3 separate regions of the Callithrix jacchus genome follow, and regions 1 and 2 are each linked to region 3. A link is a contact called in public Hi-C data. All regions are on one chromosome and are shown on one strand. The core of a region is the stretch at or near the end of the contact, and the rest is flanking DNA. Distances in the headings are between cores, read along the strand shown.

Region 1 (3,335 bases), core at 150-2,649, 910 kb before region 3:
CAGGCCTATGAAAGAACTCTCAAATAGGGAAAGAATAAAATATGGATTTTGGTTAAGTAGACTTTATAAACGAAGTTCAAGCACACTTTCTATTCATATAAATAGTGTGTGTAATGCCATTTTAATGTCATTTTGCAAAGGACAGTGGAAACCTGTATTTCTGAGAGTGGCTAAAATATCTTAGTTTGTAAACAATACCTTTGCAATTTGACATTCCAAATGCTGCTTGTAGGGCAACACATCTGAGGGTTGGTAAGGATAGCACTATTTTGGGTGTTTCTAAGAAGCACAAAGTTGGTTCTTTGTCTTTATTACCTATTATTATCTCAAACTAGAATGCCAAAGGGGCATTTTATTAAAATAAAAAACCTGATGGATACAAGCCAAAAAAAAAAGCTTCAAGCCATTGAAAAGTTTGAAATCAAAACAGAAATTTTAAAGAAAAGTAGGATGTGAAAATAAAGTAGAGAAGAAGAAAAGGAAAGAGAGGTAATGGAGAAGTAGAGAAACGTGAAAGGAAGGGCCCTGGTTCTGAAAACACTTCCGCTTAAACCAAAATGGCACCCAAACTTTTAAGCCAGGGTATTTCAACTGCCTGAGTATTTCATCCTGAACAATTTGTATTTTTCAAGCAAAATAACCCCTTTGTGTCCAAATTCTCTGAATAATTATGGCAATTCCTCTCTTTTATTTGCCTTATAGGCACTACTTAAATACCAACAGGAGCAGCTCACTGAGTTCACAAGGCCTTCCGGAGACTTCTCACAAAGCCGCTAGATGGCATGAGAGCACTGCACTGGACCCGCTCAGCCACACGGCCGCGTGTAACACTGAGGCATTTATTCTCTTCATGCTGAGAGCTCAGTGTTTAGTCAAGTAAGATGCGTTTTCTTTTAGAGAGATCTTTCTGCGTTGCATGACACTTTTCAGGACACAAAGAGGGTATTCCGCCCTCCCCATACACACACTAAGAAAATGTCGAATTAAATTTGGAATAGTAAAAATCATTTCAGTATTTACTGGGGCTTCCTGAGAACTTTACCTTTCAGCTCTTTAGGGGATAGTCTGCTATTTGTTATGCAGCCTTCCTTAATAGGTAGTTAGAGGGAAAAAGTCCCTTCAGCATTATGCCTGTGCTCAAACAACTGCAGACAAAGTTTGCATATTCTCAGTCATCTCTCTCTTTCTCCTGATTTTTTTTTTCATCAAAAATTCTCTTTGTTTTTCTTCATCTGATATTGTGGGGTCCCTCATTAAGGACTGTAATATGAAAAGCCAGATTTAAAACTGCTGTCAGAAAGAAGGTTGTCCTCTTTTAATATTCTTTGCCAGCAAAGCAAAAGGAACTGTCTTTGTTCCTGCTTTTTAAATGCAATGTTTTTTGCTTTATTTAATGTTTCTGCCGGATCACTAGGCACCTTCTAATCTACCCTCCAAACTTTGAGATATACTTTTATATTTGGTGTCTTTGCAGTTTCCCAATATATGCATGAGGCATCTCTCTGTGCCTCCACAACAGGACTAATTACCATATTCTCCAGATATTATCACTATCTCCCTTCACAAAATGTCCATTGTAAAAGCTGTTTTGATCTTTTGGATAAGTGCCTTAATTTAAAATAATAGCAAAAAGGTAAAATTAGGCCTGTATGCTCAGCAGTGCATGAATGACAGATCTGTTGTAGTTTGGGGTATATTTTTAAAGATTTCTTTTAAAACCTCTTATAGCAAATTTACATTTGATCAAAAATGATATTACACATTGGCAAACTGAAGTGCATAATTTCCTTCATGTGCTACTGATATAGTTATGTTTATACATATAATGGGTTCTACAGTTTTGATATAATATCATAGTTCTATAGTTTTGATATAATATCATACCAGTTCAAAAACTGAAAGATTTTTAAAGGCATTTTTTTCAGTTTTCATTCACCCCTGAAAAGTTATTTTTTTCTTGTATAGTGTCTCAGAACAAGATGTATCATTTTTAATGCACACTGTTAGCCCTAATATCCATGAATTTATGAAAACCAGAGATTTTATGAGGGCATTCAACTAAAATATTTGGTAAGATAAGAATTCAATAATGTAGTCATACCTCTTTAAAATGAAAATATTGGAGAACAAATGGGCAACTTGGCAAAACTTGATAGCGTTGCATTTTTGTTTTTATCCTGTGCAGTTCTGGTTTATAAGAACATGTTAATTTGTCATATGAATAGATGAAATGAGTCATATGAATTATGTTTTAATTGGTTCTAATCTTTGATATCATTAAAATCTTCACTTTGGATATAATCCCCCCAATCCATGATTATTATTATACAATGTGTTGCTATAAAGCAGACAGATAAAGATATCTTGAAATAGGAGCCCCATGTGTGCACAGCTTTGCTTTCCTCTTAGACATTATATGTAATTCAAGTAACAAGTTAGTCAATTTATTATAAGAAATATAAAATAAGACCAATACTTTAATCATTTTAAAGTGAATGATTCTATATACAGATCTAAAACAATTTACAGAAATATAATTTTAGCTGGTTGTGAATGGCCACTAAGCTTTTCTGTGACTGACAGCCGACTGGTTAACATCAGCGAGACATTAAGCTCCTTTGTGCTTGAAAATCCACCTGGGAGTGTATATATGTGCTCTAAAGCTGCCCACTCAGTTCTGTTTGATCACTTGCAGAAAACTAATAGCTTCTCACTGATTCTGAGAGGGGTATTACCTCTATAATGGATTACAATGAAATATTTCAATGAAAATCCTTTCTAAAACTTATTTTTAAAAAATTTGGACTTCTATGTGAATAAATGACTGAACTCCATAAAATGAGAAAATAGGTCACTTCCAAGTGTTCATGGTAGAGAAGTGATAGGCGGAAGTGAAATCGACTTTTTTAGTTCTTTTTGTGTTCTTATGTCCAAAGAATCTGATGAAACTTTCGATACTACCAGAGATGCAAAACAACCAGAAAGAAAAAAGAGTAAAAAATGTTGTAAATGCTTTTGTAGATGCAATAAGAGAAGCAGAAAAATTCAAATTCAAATTATATTTGAAGTCACACCAAGAAGACATAACTAATATTGGAAACTATTAGTAATACAATGAATTCTTGTTTGTCAACTAGTTCTCTGTAATGTTGGAATTTATAAAATATAAAAGAAAATCTATGGATTGGAATCGCACTTAAGTAAAAAGTTTGTTTTATTTGGTTGTTCTGAAAGAGTCCTTTAATACTGATTGTCTTATTTGGCCAAATTAACTGAATATCAAATAATTTAATAATTAAATATTCAAATAGTTGAATATTTAATCATTAAGCTTA
Region 2 (3,236 bases), core at 656-3,155, 550 kb before region 3:
TTTCACGGGTCCCCGTTTGCGCTCTTAGTGGCTTACCGGTCCTGTTTCAGGAGCAGGTCTTGGGCCACCACTCCGCCCCGCCCCCGTCTCCACTCCTCACTCTCTCTCCCGGCTCCTATTAATCAGATCTAACGCTGGGTGATCTCCTCTCCAGGTGTTCGTGGTTTCATTGTAGCCTTGATGTACAAGACAAATGCACACTGTACTCTGGGCTTACAAAACCATCTATCATCATCGTCTGGACATGACCAATACATAGTATGTTTCAGAGAAATTAATCTGGTGTTTAGGGGGAGAAAGGCATTTTCAACTCAGTCTCCATGCAGAACCTTCCCGCAAACCCTGCAGCGGCATTTTTCGACACTTTTCTCCTCTGTTTGGCAAGCCTGAAACTTGACCTTCGAGAGAATTTTTAAGGGTACAGCCTTCCTCCCTTTCCCTCGTCTGCTCCAAGAGTGCTCGCAGGCCTTCTTCTGGGAAGCAGCTGCTCTGGACCAGAGCTGGGAGAACCGCACCTCCAGGAGCGCGGGCGCGGTCGGGGAAGGGGGAGGCGGCGGCTGCGTTGCGGGGAAGGGAGGAGGCTGCAGGAGGGGGCAGGAGGTGGACGGAGGAGGAGGATCGGTCTGCATATGCATAAGGCACCCAGCACTGCCCTCTTCCCCGGCAGCTGCTCGGGCGGGGGCGAGGGAAGGAAGGGGAGGTGATGGGAGGAAATGAGGCTGGGGCTGGGCGGCCAGGACAGCCGCTGAGGCGGACGCGGGTTTGGAGAACGGAAGAGGTGATTTGCATGGCGCCTGGTGATTGGCTGCAGGCTGGGGGCTGGGCCTGAGAGGCGGCCCCTGAATGGTTTAACGGAGGAAATTACAAGATTCATTCGACTAAAGAAAGCCGGGGCGGGCCTGGTCGGCGCGATATGCAGCCTGTCCGCAAGGGGGCGAGATGGCCTATCTTTGTTCTGGTTAAAGGCTCCTTTTCCCTCCTCCCCCGCCCCCGCCCCCACCCCCCACACACAGACACATACGCAGAAAGTGCAGAGAAACCCTGTGATCCAGTCAACTGGCTCTGCCCCGTCTATTAAGAAAGATGAACACTCCTTTCTCTTCTATCTCCTTCATGGGAGACCACTTTTCATTTCAGATTATCACATCAATAAATATTCTTCGAGGAATAAAAAAGGCACTTTGCCAAAAGATAAGAGAATATATATGAAATGTGTGGACTGTGGAGAAAGACAATACATGAAGGCAGGAGAATAGGAACACACATGTAAATATGCACATAATCACCTCCGAGAACGCAAAGCACGGGAGGCAGAGACAAACAGAACACCTGGAGAGAATACGTAGTGCTCACAAGGTCCTCACAGACAGTGCACGCTCTCCCACACACCGAGGCATACACCCACTGACCGGCACGCAGTATCCCCTACACACACACACACACACACACACGCACACACACACACACACACACACACGCGGACCTCAGAAAAGGCATCCAAATGAATTCACACTCAGTGGAAAGACTGCCGAGAAAATACCAGAGAAGAATTAAAATGTTTCATCCCCTCCCCCTCCAAAAAAATACTCAAGCGAAATGACTCTATTTGCATAATACTAATATACGCAGGACGCAGACACAGTAAAGAAAAAAAGGCTCCATTTGATGCACACCAGAGAATGCGTGTATAAACACACACACACACACGCAAACGCACTCACGCGCGCCTGTGGGCGGGACACACCCACAGCCTATGTCCTCTGCCCACGGGCACAGGCAGAGCACCGATGCCATCAACGCGCTCAGTACAGTTGTCCAGAAAACACCAACGTGAGAAAAACGAAAGAAACCCACCCTACTCAGCCACGGAAGCACCATTCGAGAACCCAGGTTTTCTAAACACACACACACACACCAGGGCGCGCGCACACACACACACGCTTGTTAGACAAGCGAGTTGAGTTCGAAGAAATAATAGATGCACAATGGATAACTGAATGATGAAGAATTTCATCCGCTTAAACAATATTTTGAAATTATTTCAGCCTGATGATAGCTTTCTGGGTTGCTCCCTGAAAAATCGTTCCAAAGAAAAATAAAATATTTTCATTGATCCTGCTTTCCTTTTACTTTCTTTTTTCTTCTTTTCCTTTTATTTTTCAATGACCGAATACAGAGAGAATTCCCTTAAAGAAGGGTAGCCCTGTTTTTGTTTTTCGAGTCCATGAGCTTCCAGTTCATTTCCCAGGGAAGAAGGTGCCAGGGAGAGGTCCTTTGCAGCCTCCCAGCCAGACAGCGCCACAAAAGGCATTGTTACACATCCCAAATAACAAGGGCTGTCTATATATTTACAAATCTGTTCAAACATTTAACCTCTTAACTTGCTAAATATCCCCCTCTTCTCTTTCTTTCTTGCGTTCTCCGCTCTCCCGCCTTTCTGCTTCCTCCTCCTTTTCCTTTCTCTTTCTAAAAGAGGTAGGGGACGGGAAGCGCCTTTTCTTGAGTCCAAAATGAGTTCAGGGACTCTGGGCTTTACCTGACCCTATTCGAATGCCAATTTCGTTTTCAGGCAATTACCTGTCAGCCAAAAGATAGGGAATGGATCACCAGGGCTACCTTTTTTTTTTTTTTTTTAAGTATAAGCTTTTCTGTTGTCTTTCACTTTTTAAACTGCAGCGGAAAAGCATCCCCAAAATCGAAGAGATTTTCTAGACCCCTTAAAAGTTGCCAGTACCCCCAATCCGTGATGTCTCCTTCTGCGTTGCACCTCCTGCCCTTCCAGTGACTACTAGAGAGGACCTTCTAAAGACAGCCAGAAAGTTTCGGCTGTATTTGGCGACCTAGCCAAGGCCGGTGTGAGCCACACTCCTACTGCGGGCCAATGTGGGATGCCATCGTTGAGCATTTCTTACTGCTCAAACTTTTCTTATGAAGCTAATAACCTCATTCTCAGGGCTCATGTAAAATGTGAAACTACAGAGCAAAAGGGCCTTTAATGCAGCACAAGAGTTAGATCTCTCAAAAATTGGGGTATTCTTACTTTGATGCACAAAGGGAAAGTTGTGCCTGGGCAAGGTGGAAAGGCGCAGGCGGCGGGCTACCGACCCGGTGGGTGCCAACGCCCTACTCTGCAGGCAGGTGCCTTGGATGGGCTTCCTTTCAAAGGACCCACAAACGCCCTTACCCCAGGATCTTCCCGCTTCGCCCAGGACTCTACTGTGACGAAATTTAAGTGG
Region 3 (3,209 bases), core at 568-3,067:
TCCTCTAGACTGCCTGGGAGGGTTTGTGTCCTTTCCTGCTTCTTAGGTAGCAGGAAGGAAGGTATGAAAGCAAGGATGTGAATTCTGATCAGAAAGGCACATTATTGCATGTGAAAATGAGTTGGGTACATTTGACCAAATGTACTAAATTCCAGCTAGGTGGTTGTCTGGGGAGAGCAGACTTGTGTGTGGAAGCTAGCAGGCAGACTGAATAAAGTGGGGAGAGAGAAGAGGCTTCCTTCTTCTGGAAATCTGCAGGGTCTTACTGACGTTTGGCTTCAGGGAATAGAGCTCCAGGGACACCTGTGTGCATCTGGCTGGAGAGGTGTGTGTGTGTGTGTGTGTGTGTGTGTGTGTGTGTGTGTAGGGAGGAGTGGGCACTTCATCAAAAATAATTTGAAAATATTGGTTCTATAATTCTGTCGCTATCAATTCGAGCCAGGTGCCAAGGTCACTAATGTGTCCAGGTTCACTCCTGGAAGACGGCAACATTACTGCTTTTGATGGTAGGAATATGGCTTCTTTCATTTCTTTGGCTCTTTAAGGTACTTCTTTTGAGTGGGGCGAGGCTCTAGCTTACCCCTCCTCCTTTCTTGATCTCGGCAAACAAAACCATTCTACCACTTGAGCCATCTGCTGCAGGTGTAATGGATGGCAGGGGGCTGACCTAACCACACTCCAGTCTCTTCTAGGTCGTCACCGCTCTGCACCAAACAAATGAGACCTGTTTCACCACTAGGGTGCCGAGGTGGATGGTGGATGCTGGCCCCCGCCCCTGGCAGCGCTCAGCTTTTAGAAACCGGAGCCAGCTGACAGCACGGGAAACACACAGGCACAGCGAAAACGCCGAGCCGACCACGCACTCCCTCTGCCCCTCCCTCTGCTCTCTGTAACAAGGGGGACACGTACACAGCCTTTACACACTTAAAAGCCCTCGCGACTCCCTCTGAATTCTTGGTTACTTATGACGGGCTTCCTCACTGCACATAGTCCCTGTTTGTGTGTGTGTGTGTGTACGCGCGCGCACGCGTGAATGTGCGTGTGTGTTTAAAACGCTTATTGGTAGGTCATCAGCAGCTGATCAGATATGGTAATCCAATAATTTTTTTTGAATACATACAATTTTTCGTTCAAGGTAATTTTTTAAAGGAAAAATGAAAAACTATTAATTTTCTGCGCCAAGTCTAGGGTTCCCAGTGTAGTTTCCAGAGAACAGCAGATCTGCGCAGCCCCCACCTTACCAAACTTTCCTTTTCTAGGGTTAGAGAGGGGCTCACTTTCTCACTTCAAGACAGAGCAGCTGCTCATTTGCACGCGGGTGTGTAAAAGAGGGAGCTCTCCAACGCGAGACTTAGGAAGGGAAATCGGGTAGCTGGAGCACCCCCGCAGTCTCTCGGAACCGTGGCTGGAGGCACAAGGTGCCCTGGGGCAAGAGCCTGGGGTCGGAGCTTCCAGGCGAACAGCATCCTCTGGGCCCCGGCCCTCTGGCAGAGGCACTCCTTCACCCGCACCCCATTCTCATTCCATTTTGATCATTACTTGAATAGCCCAGGTAAGGGTACCCATCTCTGGGCTATGGGCGGGGGCTGGACCTGACAGGTACAGACTCCGCGGGCCCCCAGTGTACTTACCTCGAGCGAGGCCCTGGCAAATGTTGGCCCAGAAGCATCAAGTTTCCTCTCCCAGCCGTTGTGCCAGATTTCCCCTCCTGCCTTCTGCTCCTCTCGGCCAGCTTCTTCTCTCTCTCTCTCTCTCTCTCTCTCTCTCTCTCTCTCTCTCTCTCTCTCTCCTCTCTGTCACACAAGAGGATTACTTGTGACTTTTAGAGGCAAAAGCTTGCTTATTCAGAGGAGAGAGGGAGGGGGAGAGGGAGAAAGGAGGCGGGAGGGAGGAGGGGGGAAGAGAGAGAAGTAGAAGGGGGATGGAAGATGAAGAGGAGGTGGAGAATCAGAAGGTAGTGCGGGCGTTGGTAGAGAAGGAGGAGGAAGAGGAGGAGGAGGAGGAGGGATGGGAGGGGTAGGGTGGAGTACCCGAAGATGGGCTGGGATGGGACAGCGAAAATAAATCGCTCCCCACCCAGCTGCGGTGCGACGCCCCCAGCGTCCCGGGGGAGCCGGTGCGTCAGCTCGCGGCTGGCCAAGGCGGGGCCGTACAAAAGCTGGCGCCGCGGGACCCCCTTCGTGGGCTTCTACCCGAGCAGACCGAGAGCTGGAGGCCGCTCCACGCGCGAGCTCGAACTACGGAGGGCTCTCAGCTCGGACAAGCGTGGCTGTCTACCGGCTCCATGCTCCACGGAACTTTGATTTTACTCCCGGGAGCCAGGTCATCCACTCCTGCATCTCAGACAAGAGCCGGAGGCTAGTGCAGCTTCCGTGCGTCCTCACTGTGGCCGCGGGGCACCCACCTTAGTCATAGCCCCTGGTCCCTGCGCTGCTCACGCCGCCGTTTTCCCCACTGGCCAGGCTCCCTCCGCCCGAGCCCTGCGTCTCTCTGTTCACATGGGGAACCCCCTCACCTCACCTCAGCTTGTTTTTACAGAGGGTGTGTGTGTGTGTGTGTGTGTGTGTGTACATAGCGCGCGCGCTCCAGGCTAGAAAGAAGGTAAAATCCCAGCACGAAAAAGTAGCTTCGGTCTACCGAAGCCTGGACACGAAAAAGTAGCTAAGGTCTCCTGTAGCTTGGAGCCCACGGCCAAGTCCGACCATATCCAGTGTTTGAGATTACCGTTTGCAGCAAGGGCCAAGGCGGGGGTTCACCGGATCATTTCAACTGAGTTTCAATGCGGCAAGGATTGTTTATCATTATTGCTAAGTCTGGCAAAAATAGGCCAAAAATAAAGAATAGTTGTAGAGAAAGAAGTGGAGGCATTTTAGCAATGATCAGGAACCAAAAGTGGTTGAAATGGATTTCTCGAACAAGAGCATCCACCGTGGATAAAGGTGAAAGCGGCAGACTCGCACAGAACCGCTTCAATACGTGATGGGATTAAAAAATAGGACCATGCTTTTCAACATAGACTACCCATTAGTTCTCTGTTAAATGCATTAAACTAGCCCCATGGAATGATTACATGGCAGCTTTTTAATGTACAAACACCAGGATTCTACAACGGATGCATACAAACCGTTTATAGCACTCCCTCTATACACACAACGCACACGGATTCTACAACGGATGCATACAACCCGTTCATAGCACTCCCTCTGTAC

Evidence for each region. Hi-C and Micro-C count contacts between places; a contact is called where the count stands out from the background.
Region 1: a contact with region 3 is called in a Hi-C map of induced pluripotent stem cells, with 6 times the contacts expected there. The contact joins the enhancer-like site here to the promoter of LOC128931353 in region 3. A contact is called at or near these places in 3 of 3 Hi-C or Micro-C datasets (induced pluripotent stem cells and skeletal muscle).
Region 2: a Hi-C map of skeletal muscle shows a contact between it and region 3, with 9 times the contacts expected there. The contact joins the promoter of LOC144581428 here to the promoter of LOC128931353 in region 3. A contact is called at or near these places in 3 of 3 Hi-C or Micro-C datasets (induced pluripotent stem cells and skeletal muscle).

The regions. Positions count from the first base shown.
Region 1 is chr2:123,030,630-123,033,964 of calJac240_pri, reverse strand. It overlaps LOC128931355 (a long non-coding RNA gene), which reads left to right. Exons shown (of 3, transcript XR_013532589.1): 2 at 703-876. All of the region lies in intron 1 of LOC118151475 (a long non-coding RNA gene), which reads right to left. Among named protein-coding and RNA genes, the nearest start is that of CCNH, 430 kb to the left of the region's middle. Within about 2 kb of position 1,399, at least 3 of the 16 cell types and tissues checked have an H3K27ac peak or open chromatin away from gene starts, as enhancers often do.
Region 2 is chr2:122,667,427-122,670,662 of calJac240_pri, reverse strand. It overlaps LOC144581428, which reads right to left and starts at 1,905. Exons shown (of 5, transcript XM_078365243.1): 1 at 1,855-1,905. The coding sequence starts at 1,878.
Region 3 is chr2:122,118,228-122,121,436 of calJac240_pri, reverse strand. LOC128931353 reads right to left here and starts at 1,817. Exons shown (of 2, transcript XM_078365238.1): 1 at 1,632-1,817.